2 separate regions of the Callithrix jacchus genome follow, and region 1 is linked to region 2. Evidence: chromatin contacts called from public Hi-C data. All regions are on one chromosome and are shown on one strand. Each heading gives the region's core, a stretch centred on a gene start, on an enhancer-like site or on the middle of the called end of the contact. The rest is flanking DNA. Distances are from core to core; before and after follow the strand shown.

Region 1 (7,186 bases), core at 842-3,341, 200 kb after region 2:
AAGGTCTCAACCGGCATTACTTTTTAAATGAAAAGAACAGAACTTTTGAACATCACAATACATCATAAGTAGTAAAGCTAAGTACTGTTTTCTGGAGCTTTGTGTGTTTGTATGTACACTTGGTTGTGTCATAAAATGTATGTGTTACTGTAGGTCACAGTCATAAAAGTTTGAAAGACACTGCTCTAAATAATTTGTATCACTTTCTATTTGTAATTCTGAATTCAGAAAGTACTTAATACTTGCTGAATGAACAGAGATTCCATTTAGAGTAACTTCTCATCAATTAGCCATTTTCCCTTGTGACATCTGTGTGCTCCTCCTTGATAATGACATTTCTTTCATTCTAATTCCACCAGCCTGTAATTCTATTCACTATATCTCCAGCAGCTGGTACATGGCCTGGCACAGAGGAGATGCTAGGAAAAGGTTTATTAAATATGCACAGAACTCTGCGGTCTACCAACCCCTGTCACTGGCGGCTCTGTGAGTTCCTCACAGTCCTGGAACACCTAAAATCACATCCATCCCCGTCTCTCCACCACCTCCCTAATCCAAGCTACCATTGTCCCTCACTCAGAGAGTGCCTGCTCCTCAATCCATTCTCCATTCAACAGCAGTATCCGTTTCAAAATGCCAATCTAATCACATCACCACCCATGTCAGCCTCTGAGTGGTTTCCCATATCGTTCTCGGAAAACCAAAATTCTTCCTATGACCCATGAAGTCTGTATGGTCTGACCTCTGGGAACCCTTTTAGCTTGTTTCACACCATGGTCCCCAACAAGCTCTGTTCCCCTTTCGGACCCTGAAATTGGAGGCTCTCTCTCTCCAGATAGAAAACTCTTCCCTCTCCATTTTGTCAAATCTTTATTCTGATCTCAGCTCACTATTCACCTCCTCAGTAAAGGTTCCTTGACCCGGGGTTAGATCAGGTCTCCTGTGACACACTCTCGGGTGCCTTGTACCCTTCGTTTCAATTATCACCACTGGAGCTTTGCATGTTTGATTGAGGCCTGTCACCGTCACAAGACTGAGTCCTGCTGTATTCCTAGCACACATGAGACGCTTAGTAAATATTTAGTTAATACAAGTATGATATCCATTTTGTAAACGAGAAACAAAGGCTCAGTTCGGGAAAAGACCTCACTGGAAGTCACGCGGACAGTAGGGCAGAGCCAGGTTCAGTGCAGGAAGGGTCTACGGCCCCCCTGACGAGGTGGGCCTAGTTCAAGGCACTCCGCGATTCCAAGCCGAGAAGAGGGGCGGCCCGGCCACACACACACACGCCACACACACAAACACACACACACACACACACACCCACACACACCCCCCACACACACCCCCCACACACACCCCACACCCACACACACCCCCCGCACACACACCCCCCCCACACACACACCCCCCACACACACCCCCCACACACACACACCCACACACACACACCCCCCACACCCACACACACACCACACACACACACACCCCGCACACACACACACACCCCACACCCACACACACACCACACACACACACACCCCGCACACACACACACCCCCCCACACACACACCCCCACACACACACCCCACACCCACACACACACCACACACCCACACACACACCACACACACACACCCCCGCACACACACACACCACACACACACCCCCCACACACACCCCACACCCACACCACACACACACACACCCTGCACACACACACACACCACACACACACCCCACACACACACCACACACCCCCCCCACACCCACACACCCACACACACACCCCACACACACACACACACCACACACACACCCCACACACACACCACACACCCCACACACACCCACACACCCCCCGCACACCCCACACACACACCCACACACACACCCCCCCCACACAGACACCCCACACACACACCACACACGCACACACACACCCCCCCACACACACACACCCCACACAGACACCCCACACACACACCACACACGCACACACACACCCCCACACACACACACACAGAATCAGGAGAGGAAACAGAGGCCAGGAGACCACACTCACCGCCTCGCCCCGCGTTCCGAAACCGCGGAAACGCACCGGAAGTTCTCCGGTTTGGCGCCGGACTGGAGCAACCAAGAGAGCGGTCCGGCGGAGCCCTGGGTCGCGGGAAGAACGGCCCGTGCCGGCAGGTTCCGGCGGATCCAGTGTTGCCTTTTGTTATTAGTGTCTCGTTAATTGTGAACAACTTGGACTAAGCTACGCGTTTTATATCCCCATCCAGAAGCACAGCCCCCAGACATCTTCCTTTGGGCTCAAGCCGTCACGGTCACTAAAGCACCGCCAGGGCCATGGTTATCCGGTAGCAGCCAGCCAGGCGCTCGGTCACAGTCTCTGGCAGCCAGTGTCTATCCCGGTCACAGCGTCTCAGCTTCCAGTCACAGTCAGCCCTCAGAGAGAGACCCAGCCACCGGCCCAGAGAACCAGCAGCCGCTCCCTCAGTCCCTATGCCCACGATCCCCCCGTGTCCTTTCTGCGGGCCAAGTCCGACATGTCAGTCAGGCTGTCAACGCCTGGAAAGAACCTGCCTGTCTTGAGCGATGACGGTACTGCGAGTTTAACTCTGCACTATTAATCAGGGCTCCACCAAAGACGCAGAGCCAGTAGGAGATCTGTGTTAAGTGATTTATTGCAAAGAATTGGCTTAGGTGAAGCCAGATGCGGTGGCTCACGCCCGTAATCCCGGGACATCGGGATGCCAAGGCAAGGTGATCATGAGGTCAGGAGTTTGAGACCAGCCTGGCCAGCATGGTGAAACCCCGTATCTACTAAAAATACAAAAATTAGCTGGGTGTGGTGGTGTGTGCCTGTAATCCCAGCTACCAGGGAGGCTGAGGCAGGAGAATCACTTGAACCCAGGAGGCAGAGATAGCAATGAGCCGAGATTGCATGACTGCACTCCAGCCTGGTGACAGAGCAAGATGCCGTCTGGGAAAAAAAAAAAAAAAAAAAAAAAGAATTGGCTTATGTGATTTTAGGGCAGGCCACTTGGGTATTTCTAATCCTTACACTGGCCTAGTAAGTAGGTATGTATATTCCCAGTTTGCAGAAGAGAAAACTGAGGTTCAAACAGATGATGTTACCCAGCCAGAAAATGGCAGAGCTAGAATGCAAACCAAGGCCTGTATGTTCTTATCTCTGTGCTGCTGCTCCTTAGCTTGTCTGTCACATTTCCTCAGTGACAGCTGGACACGCCAATCTGTCTCGGTCAAAATTTATCTCTTAGTGGGTTGCAGACTAGACAGGGCCCTGCAGTCATGGTTAATCACAATGAGCTGCTGCAGGATTAACCAGAGACAGCCTTCATCAGTCACAGTCATGCTTATCAATCTCAGCCTGTCCTGTCAAGTTTCATTTCCTGCATGAAGAAGCTCAGCTCCCTCTTCACCCATCCCCAACTCCCAGTCTTTGACACTGAGCTCTGTGGTCTGGTCTCAAAGTCCCCGGTGGGCTCACCATCTTCTCAGAGACTCCAGGGCACTGAACACTGGGTGTAGAAGCTGTAGATGGTGACTTAGGAGGCCCACCTTTTGGGTTACATGTCCATTTAGATCAGAATGGCTCAACCTCAGCACTATTGATATTTGGGGCCAGATAAGTCTTTGTTGCAGGTGGCTGTCCTCTGCATTGTAGAATGTTTAGCAGCAGCCCTGGCCTCTACCCACTAGGCATTAGTAGCACCCCTCAGTTGTGACGTCCATTGCTAAATGTCCCTGGGGTGGCGGAGAGTTGGGGGGAAAGGAGGAGGGATCACTCCCCCACTCTCAACCCAGTTGAAAAATAATGATCTGGGTGAATTTACCTTTGATTATCCCCTGAAAGTAGAGAGGATGGCCCTTTATGGGAGGCAGAAATATAGATCAGGGTGTACGGGGCCTGAAAAATCATATGGAGACCCATTGTTTGTAAACAAAGTCCTATTCCAGAGCCCTAGGGATAACAGATTGCTAAAGGAGACCGACAGAGACAATTCAGGGAAGGATTCATGATGTTCCTTGCAGCAATTGCCTCTGACTAGAGACAGAAATCTGGAGAAGGCTGAAGAATCACTTTTCACTGCATAGTCTGTCATTTAATTAATTACCTTTCCAAAGAAAAGAAGTATTTAGTATTTGAAAGTATAAGGAAATGCTCAAGATAGATATATATATATTTTAAAGTATTTGCAATGGTAGGTACAAGATGACTTCAACTCTGGAAAAATACATACACGTGGAAAAGACTCGCTGGGGAGATTCGCAGCAATGAAGCAAAGTGGCCTGAGATGAGTTGCTTGGTGCAATAAAAGGAAAGTGTGGTGTGTGCACTTTAGGTGGTCTAAGGGATGAGTTTAGGTTTTACATGCATGATGGCTTTTAATTTTAGCATTTTTGCATTTATTTTATGAAGACCTCCTTTCTTGGCAAATGACATAAGCTTTTTGTTTGTGGAAGCAACATAGTTTCCTTTTTAAATACAGTTGCTTTTAAAGTGAGTCAATCTAGTTATTTTATTTTATTATTTTTTTGAGGCAGAGTCTCTCTCTGTCACCCAGGCTGGAGTGCAGTGACACCATGTTGGCACACTGCAACCTCTGTCTCCTGGGTTCAAGTGATTCTCTCACCTCAGCTGAACCTCCCGAGTAGCTGAGACTACAGGTGCGCACTACCACGCCTGGCTTTGTTTGTTTGTTTGTTTTTTGTATTTTTAGTAGAGACGGGGTTTCACTATGTTGGTCAGGCTGATCTTGAACTCCTAACCTCAAGTGATCTGCTTGCCTCGGCCTCCCAAAGTGCTGGCATTACAGGCATGAGCCATAGCATTTGGCCCAAGTCAATTTAAATAAAAATAAGTGAATAATGGGACAGGTGGTATGAGGATATGGGAACATATATAGAGGTTTTGGGAAAAGGCTGAAGTTGAGGATTGTTGTATTTTCTTTTCCACTAGGCTCTAATGTAGAAGGGTTACAGGAAGTGAGACCCCAACGTAGGTACTCTTGTTTCAGGAAGAGGAGGGACCATGCTGTTTCTCCGCTCAGCAACCCCCCACACGTCCTGGGGCCCGAATGCTTGCTGTCCCCCTCTCCCAGAATGTGCACCTGAGTTCCTCATCTTTGTTGATCGATCCCTCTCTTCATTCAGCTCACAGATCGCCTCCTCAGGGAGGCCTTACCTGGCCACCGTATTTAAAGTGGTCCCCTTCAGTGACCTTCCTTCTCTTTTCCCTGTGTATTTCCTTCCTAGTGCTGATTACTGTAACTGACAGCTTGTGTTGGCATCTGTTTCCTCCACTAGCCTGTGAGTTCCTGGAGGGCAGGGACTTTCGTCTTGTTTGTGCTGTGCCTGGAGAGTCACCAAGGCCTGGACCACCCTGAGCCCCAATTATTTGTTGAATAAACATGTTCTAAGTTGGGATGTCTCCACTTCAGTTTTAGCCCTTCCCACCATGCCAACTTGTACCAGTAGCCAAGGTCAGAGAGAGAGAGAGAGACAGAGAGAGAGAGAGAGAGAGACAGGGACAGGAGAGAGGAGACGGCATCAAACACATTTATTTCACTTTTATTGAGTATACAAGAACAGAGAGCACACGCATACAGCACGGAGCACTGAGGTGGGGGAGCATGGGGACGAGAGAGGAGAGAAGGGTGTGAGTAAAAAGGAACAGGACAGCATCGCAATTGGTTGTTAAGGTGCTTTTGAAAAAAGAAAAAAAAAGTATTTCGAGTGATGTTGCTCATGCAATTTCAGGCCAGTCTTGGAATGTGCTTGTAGGATTCAAAAACTGAAACAGGTCCTGGCACTTCCTATACCCTCGGATGGAAAAGTTCCAGAGAAAACAAAATAAAAGAAAATGAAGACCCGTGAGATGGCAGAGTAGAAAAAAGACCATGGAGAGCATCTGGTTCTCTCTGCTTATTTTGCAAGTTGGGAAACTGAGGCCCAAGAGGGGGAATGGGGATAGCCTGATGTCACATGGTGAGTTAGGAGCTGAGCCAGGATGGTGACGGAGAACTCCCGACCGCCCTCCAGGACTTTTTCCACTATGCTACATGGTCTCCTGGGTGGAGAGGCGGCACAGAGGATGAGAAACAAAAAAGAGAAAAGTAGGTTGAAGACAGACAAGACAAACATTACAAAGAGGAGGATGGGGAGGAAACAGTGCCCTAGATTCTAGCTTTGCAGGTCCCCTCCTCCCTAGTGGCACTGCCTGTGTCTCCATAGAAGGAAGGTCAGAGCATCCATGGGATGGCGATCTCCCAAAACCCAGGTGGCCCACAAGCTCCAGAAGCTAAGCCTGGTCACCTCATCCCTGCCCTGAAGCCAGGTGCACAATCCAGAACAAGGATCCTCCCTCTGATGTGTGTCCAGTGTGTTCAGGACTCCTGGTTCCTGCAAAGATGAGTTCCTGGACCAAAGTTGGCCCAAAGAGGATGGAGCCACCACTCCAGCTCTTGACCCAGAAAGAGAGAGAGTTCTCAAGTTAAGAAGGGCAGGAAGAAGGATTGCAGAAAGAACCCGGTGTATGGAAAGTGTGCTGCTGCACTCAGCGGGGTTGGAGCGGGCTCACCAGCCCATATCACAGGGAATGCAGCTGATTCTGCTGCCCCACTGAACTTCCCACTTGCCCAGAGAAGCAAATGCTGTTCTGATTTCCTGCCCTGCCTCAGGCCAGCACCAGCTAAGCAGCTAAGGTGCATGTCATCACTAACAAGCCAGCCAAGGGGGCACATCTGGGCCACCTGGGAGTATCCCTGGGCAATGCCCAATAGGTTGGCGAGAGTGGGGAGATGCTCTCAGATGGGCCAGCCATGGTTGAAATATAAAGCTGGCTCGGGTGGCTTCTCAGGCTCCGCCCTCCCCTCCTACCTTCTCCTTCAGCCTGAGAATAGTCCCTGGCACAAGCAGGTAATCAGTAAATACTTGTGGAATAACTTTATTAACTGCTTGAGAAGGAGGCCTGGAAGGTAAATGGAACTGAGAAATTAGCAGTGCAGTTGGGACATTTTCCCTCAGCAAGGACCACTTGCTGAGCTCAGAGAAGTAGCTTGTGACAGGCAGGCTTGAGGAAGCCCACATGTGGCAGAGGGCAATGCTAAGCTTGCGACGGGAGCTTCTTGGAGGGCTCCTGTGGTCTTGGGGCAA
Region 2 (6,541 bases), core at 3,642-6,141:
CTGTGTAACCTCAGGCCATCACTATCTTCTCTGGGTCAGTTTCTCCTCATCTATATGAAATGGATGTTTGTGTACTCATCTGAGACTGCATCAGGTCAAACAACTAGATGGGTGTTCACCCAATTTGGAGGGTGGATGGAAAGGTCTAAATCTGTGCATTTCTTTTTTTTTTTTTTTTTTTTTTACCCCCGCCCCCATCTGTGCATTTCAATATGGCAGCCATGAGCTATGTGTGGCTATTAAGGTATCAATTAATTAAAATTCACCCTGGGCAACACAGTGAGACCCCAGCTCTACAAAAGAAATTAAAAATACAAAAATTAGCCAGGTGTGATAGCATGCACCTCAAGTCCCAGCTACTTGAGTCCAGGAGTTTGAGGCTGCAGTGAACTATGACTGTGACATTGCACTCCAGCCTGGGGGACAAAGCAAGGTCCTGTCTCTAAAAAAATTTTTTTCAAAAATAATTGATTAGGCCAGGCATGGTGGCTCATGCCTGTAATCCCAGCACTTTGGGAGGCCACAGCAAATAGATCACTTGAGGTCAGGAGTTTGAGAACAGCCTTGCCAACATGATGAAACCCTGTCTCTACTAAAAATCCAAAAACTGATCAGACATGGTGGCACATGCCGGTGTTCCCAGCTACTTGGGAGGCTGAGGCAGGAGAATCACTTGAACCCTGGGGAGGAGGTTGCAGTGAGTAGAGATTGGGCCACTACACTCCAGCCTGGATGAAAGAACAAGACATTCACCTAAGACTCCATCTCAAAAAAAAAAAAAAAAAATGGCTGGGCATGGTGGCTCACACCTGTAATCCCAGCATTTTGGGAAGCCAAGGCAGGTGGATCATGAGGTTAGGAGATGGAGACCATCCTGGCTAACATGGTGAAACCTCATCTCTACTGAAAATGCCAAAAATTAGATGGGTGTGGTGGCAGGCACCTGTAGTCCAGGCTACTCAGGAGGCTGAGGCAGGAGAATCACTACCCAGGAGGCAGAGGGTGCAGTGAGCCAAGATCACGCCATTGCACTCCAGCCTGGGCAACAGAGCAAGACTCCATCTCAAAAAAAAAAAAAAAGAAAGAAAGAAAGAAAAAGAAAAAAAATTGATTAAAATTAAATAAAGTTCTATAGTCACAGTAGCCACATTTGATTTGCTCAAGACCACAGGCAGGCCAGGCACAGTGGCTCACGCCTGTTATCCCAGCACTTTGGGAGGCCGACATGGGAGGATTCACTTGTGTTCAGGAGTTTGAGACCAGCCTAAGCAACATAACGAGATCCTGCCTCTTATAAAAAAATTAGCCAGGCATGGTGGTGCACACCTATAGTCCCAGCTATTTGGGAGGCTGAGGTGGGATGCTCACCTGAGCCTGGGAGGTCAAGGCTGCAGTGAGCAATGATTACACCACTGCACTTAGCCTGGGTTACAGAGTGAGACCCTATATCAAAAATAAACAAATAAATAGTCATATATAGCTAATGGCTACCTTGTTGGACAGTGTGGATTAGAGAACATTTCCATCACTGCCAAGTTCTACTGTACAGCACTGATAAATTAAAATATAGGCCATGTGGCATACCCAAATTCACTCGGAAGGAGTGTTCTTTTTTTTTTTTTCGAGACGGAGTTTTGCTCTTGTTACCCAGGCTGGAGTGCAATGGTGCGATCTCGGCTCACCGCAACCTCCGCCTCCTGGGTTCAGGCAATTCTCCTGCCTCAGCCTCCTGAGTAGCTGGGATTACAGGCACGCGCCACCATGCCCAGCTAATTTTTTGTATTTTTAGTAGAGACAGGGTTTCACCATGTTGACCAGGATGGTCTCAATCTCTTGATCTTGTGATCCACCCACCTTGGCCTCCCAAAATGCTGGGATTACAGGCGTGAGCCACCGTGCCCAGACCCCGGAGTGTTAAAGAGTTAGGTGTTTCTCCTCCAAAACTGTGGCCTGAAGTTATGAAGAGACCCTGTGACTGCTTGGGGCATGAGGTCTTGCTTCAGGGTGGCACAGGAACCACATGACTCTGGAACTAGACTGCCAGGGGTCCAATGCTGGGCCCACCATTTCCTTGAAATATGAATGTAGGCAAGTCACTTAATCACTTCATGCCTCAGTTTCCCCACCTATAAAATGGGGCTAACTATAGTCCCCATTTCACAGGGTTGTGGGCAAGATGGAATGAGAGAATTCATATTACAGGCTTAGGATACGGTCCAAGAGAGTATGCACCTAGTAACCTCCACCCACGAATACAGGGTAGCTCTGTGGTCTGTCAACGTTGGTTAAGATGCTCTCAAGCGGTTGGTGCAGAAGCCAGCTGGTCAGTGCTTCTGGTGTGTGTATCACTGGGGATTTACTGTGTGGGGGGCACTGTTCTGGGGGCTTTGTATGTTAACACATCACACCCTTACCACTCGTCTATTAAAGGTAGGTGGGGAAGAGGTTGCTTGCCCCACTGCGGGCTCTTTAAACAACTTCTTGAATCATGTTCAAGAGGAACACACAGCTCCTGTGACATGGGGGAGATGGTCACAAGAGGCATCCATGGCTGGAATTAGGAGCTGGAGGTCTGGCCCTGGTTTTGCCCTTGTGGGATGTGTGGGCTTCACAAGTCCCTTGTCCCCTCCTGGCTACAAAGTGGGTTTGATCTCGAAGTACTTTTCTTGCCTCTGGTTTTTGGTCTTTGGCCTTGGAGGGAGGAGAGAGCCACTTACAGGGGCAGGATAGGAGTGTCTGGGAGACGGTGCTCTCCAGGCAGCCAGACAGTACCATGAGTGGCACCATCTCGCCAACCTGTGTGAAGCTGGAAAGTCTCCACACTCACTCCACACCCCAACATCCTTAAATGCCTCCATGGGGCTCCAGAAAGGAAAAAAGGCAAGGGATCTGGGGGCTGGGTCCTGGAAGCTAATATCACCAGCCCCCAGCCCCTGACGTGTCTGACTCAAACAGTCTTCCCGGGCCTGACTCAGGCTTTTCAGGAAAGGAGGGCAGGAGTCCTGGAGTTATTTCTTGCCCCATACACAGCACCTGTCTCGTTCTTCATTTTTGAGAGGAAGAAACTGAGGCACATAGAGGTGAAGCAGTAGGGGTAGGGGAGGAGGGTCAGAACACCAATGTGAGCCTAACTCCATCCATTGGAAGTAGCATTCCTGGTGATAGCTCTGCTTGTTCTGGCCTGGGCTGGGTGCTGGGACCACTCAGAGGGCAGGCCTAAGACCCAGGCCTAGATACTGGGATCGGGGTGCAAGAGAAGGGCAAACATACTAACCTGCTGATCATGGCCAAACAACTGGGGGATCAGGGAGGCCTGTCCAAAAATCTGCAGGAAAGAGAGGGTGAGGGTTATGGGAGGGTCAGGGCTGGGGCTGGGGTGGGGGATTCAGGGTCAGTTGCTAGGAAACTTGAAGCTGGCTGGTATAACCTCCTCCCCAGACTGGCTGGGACCCAGGGCTAGGAGGTCTCACTTGGCTTCTTCCAGGGAAGAAGGCTCACTCCTTCTGGGGCTGGGCATTACTGAGGACTTATAATCTGCTGTTTCAAAGTCCTGCTTGGCTGGGCATGGTGGCTCATGCCTGTAATCCCAGCATTTGGGAAGCCAAGGCAGGCAGATCACCTGAGGTCCAGAGTTTGGGAGATCACCCTGACCAACATGGAGAAACCCTGTTTTTACTAAAAATACAAAATTAGCCAGGCATGGTGGTGCATGCCTGTAATCCCCGCTACTTGGGAGGCTGAGGCAGGAGAATCACTTAAACCTGGGAGGTGGAGGTTGCAGTGAGCCAAGATCACGCCACTGCACTCCAGCCAGCCTAGGCAACAAGAGCAAAACTCCATCTCAAAAAAAAAAATACATAAAAATAAAAATAAATTTAATAAAAGTCCTTCTTTAGGTCTAGCCCCTGGAACCATGGATGCTCTGCCTGCTGCCTCTCATCTGGCAGGCAGCCCACCTGGGATACAGCTTAGGAATGGACCCCAGAGCCTGCTCTTCTCCAGGCTCAGATATCTCTGACTTTGGGGCCAAATATGTGGCTTGGGTCACTCAAGCTTCCAGGGTGAGGCTATGAGGGTCAGAGGATCCTGGACTAGGAGAGAACTGGGACTGCGCAGCGGGTGGTGGGTGAGGTCTGCTGGAGTCCCAGCCTGGCCTGTTCATAAGCCTTTTTGTATAGTTAAAGGTCAACGGTGTCCCAGGTGCCAGGCCCAGGCGGGGGTGGAGATGGGATGTGTAGAGGGACAGACAGACACAGAGAGAGACATGGAGATGGAGACACACTGCAGAGAGTCAGAGAAAAATGTGAATGAGGGGAGAGAGGAGAGAGAAAAACAGACAGAGACAGACACGGAGGGGAAGACTGAGACAAGAGAACGTGGTGGGATGGGAGAGACAGGGAAGGATACCGTCCACTCCGCAAACACCTACTGAGCATCTGCCCTGTGCTAGGCACTGTGCCAGGTGCTGGGGACACTGCAGGGAACAAGACAGCAAGGCCCCCGCCCCCAGAAAATCCCAGTTTTAAGAGGGAGACAGACATTCAGTAAATAAGCAAACGATTCTAATTCCAGGCAGTGATAGTTAAGCAGGGTAAGGGAACAGCGCCTGGGAACGCTACTTTAGACACAGTGATCACAGGCGGCCTCTCTGAGGAGGTGATATTTGAGCCAAGACCTGAAACTCAAGGAGGAGCCAGTTGTGCAAAGATTTGAGAAGAGAGCTCCTGCAAGAGGGAACAGCAAGAGCAGAGAGCTTGGGGCAGAATGACGCGGCCTGCAGGTATATCAGGAGCAGAAAGGAGGCCGGTGTGGCTGGAGCAGGGCAAGGGACAGGGTCTGACAGGGAGGCAGGGCCTAGGTCTTACAGAGCTGTGCAGGTCCAAGGAAGGACTCTGTCTTTCCCGCAGGTGCAGGTGGGAGCCATGGGAGGGTTTGGAGCGGGGGTGTCGCTTTGACAGCTCCCTTTTGCCACTGAGTATGGATTGGAGAACAGCCATTCAGGTGTGACTTGGTGGGGCCTGGATGAGGGTGGCAGGGGCAGGGGGTTCCCAGGGCTGGGGCGCTCTACCCTTCTCCATGTCTCAGGGGCTGGAGGAGGGGCTTGGCCAGGTCAGGAATAATGGAGTTGTGAGGAGCTGGGGTTCCAACACCTTCTAAGCAGTCCTCTAGCCCTGGTCCTGGGCCTGCACCTGGCTGCCCCACTGTCTACTACTACCAGCAGTTGTCTTCCCCTCTTGAGGGGCTCATCTCCCCATCCACACCATAGGGGGTGCCTTTCGGTTCTAGCTGGTTCTCCCTTTGCAAACCCTAAAGTGCTGAGTACATGGCAGGAGCTGAGGTCCAGGTCCGAGTTGGACAGCTCCAGATCCCTGCCCAAATTTGAGTTCTCCTAGCTGCATGACCTCACCTCTCTCAGCCTCGGTTGCCTCACCTATGAAATGGGGATACGGATAACGAGGCCACCTCAAGGGGTGGTGGAGGGCTCCAGGAGCTGGATAAGAATCCAGTGTGCAGCACAGTGAGCTCCTCACTGACACAGGCAGAGTTGCCTGCACCTGAGAGCCCAAGTGCCCCCTGAGCAGGTGGGCATAGAAGTCCAAAGTAGAGCAGTCACTTGCTGGAGGTCACACAAGATGCTAATAATGACCAGAAAGGCAGCTGCCTCCTGGTGAGCACATCGCAATCATGATTCCACTTATTCCTCTCAATAGTCCCTGAATAGAAATGCTCACCCTCCTCTGGTAAATCAGGAAACCGAGTCTCAGGGAGGGAAGGTGACTATCCTGGGTTCATACGGTCAAGTGACAAAACTAGGACTCGAACCCAGGTCTCCAGTTCCCTATCCTCATGGTTCTCAACCCAATGGGAAGTGACACGGCTCAGTGCCCTGCTGGCAGCCTGTGTTTACAGCAGTGGTATGGGCTTCTTCCCTTGGCGTCCTGGGTCAGGCCTCATAACTGTGCTCTCCAGCTACAGGACAGTTGGTGGGGCAGAGACACATACAGGAGGCTTTGGGAACAAGGGCCAAACAGAAGCACAGTACAGACATCTGAGGGTCACTCAGCAGGGGCTGGGCCTGGACATCAGTCCTCCTCCCGGATGGGAGTCAGTGCTCTCCCAAGCCCCCTGACCCTCCAGCCTGCCTGCTACCCTCACCTGGCTGATGCAGCTGGAGTCGTTGAGGCTGTCGCTGACGGGGGTGTAGTCCTCTTCCCAGCTCGGACACTTGGAGGGCAGCAGCATGTCCACTGAATCCAGGCGGTCCAGACTCCTGGTGGGGAGTGGGGAGCAGACAGGGCTCAGCCCACCCATTCTTCAGCCTGGGAAACTGAGGCTCAGAGGGAAAGAGACTGGCCAACGTCATCCAGTGGCAGAGGGAAAAACGGAAGTCACTGCCAGCCTGGGCAGTGTCGGGGTGATGAGCAAAGGGAGAACACCCTGCTTTTGGAGGCCTTGACCATCTGTGATGCACAGGTGGTCCACACCTGTGATGCCCCCTGCAGCCACGGGGTGGCAGCACCAGCCTGCATTTGACTGTTTA

Evidence for each region. Hi-C and Micro-C count contacts between places; a contact is called where the count stands out from the background.
Region 1: a Hi-C map of skeletal muscle shows a contact between it and region 2, with 5 times the contacts expected there. The contact joins the promoter of AAR2 here to the enhancer-like site in region 2. A contact is called at or near these places in 3 of 3 Hi-C or Micro-C datasets (induced pluripotent stem cells and skeletal muscle).

What each region holds. Positions count from the first base shown.
Region 1 is chr5:3,059,289-3,066,474 of calJac240_pri, forward strand. It overlaps AAR2 (AAR2 splicing factor), which reads right to left and starts at 2,092. Exons shown (of 4, transcript XM_002747224.5): 1 at 2,067-2,092. EPB41L1 (erythrocyte membrane protein band 4.1 like 1) reads right to left here. Exons shown (of 21, transcript XM_078370980.1): 21 at 5,575-7,186.
Region 2 is chr5:2,859,075-2,865,615 of calJac240_pri, forward strand. It overlaps DLGAP4 (DLG associated protein 4), which reads right to left. Exons shown (of 12, transcript XM_035302668.3): 4 at 6,157-6,271; 5 at 3,275-3,325. Among named protein-coding and RNA genes, the nearest start is that of MYL9, 100 kb to the left of the region's middle. Within about 2 kb of position 4,892, at least 1 of the 16 cell types and tissues checked has an H3K27ac peak or open chromatin away from gene starts, as enhancers often do. A contact at or near this core is called in skeletal muscle, where this site is marked.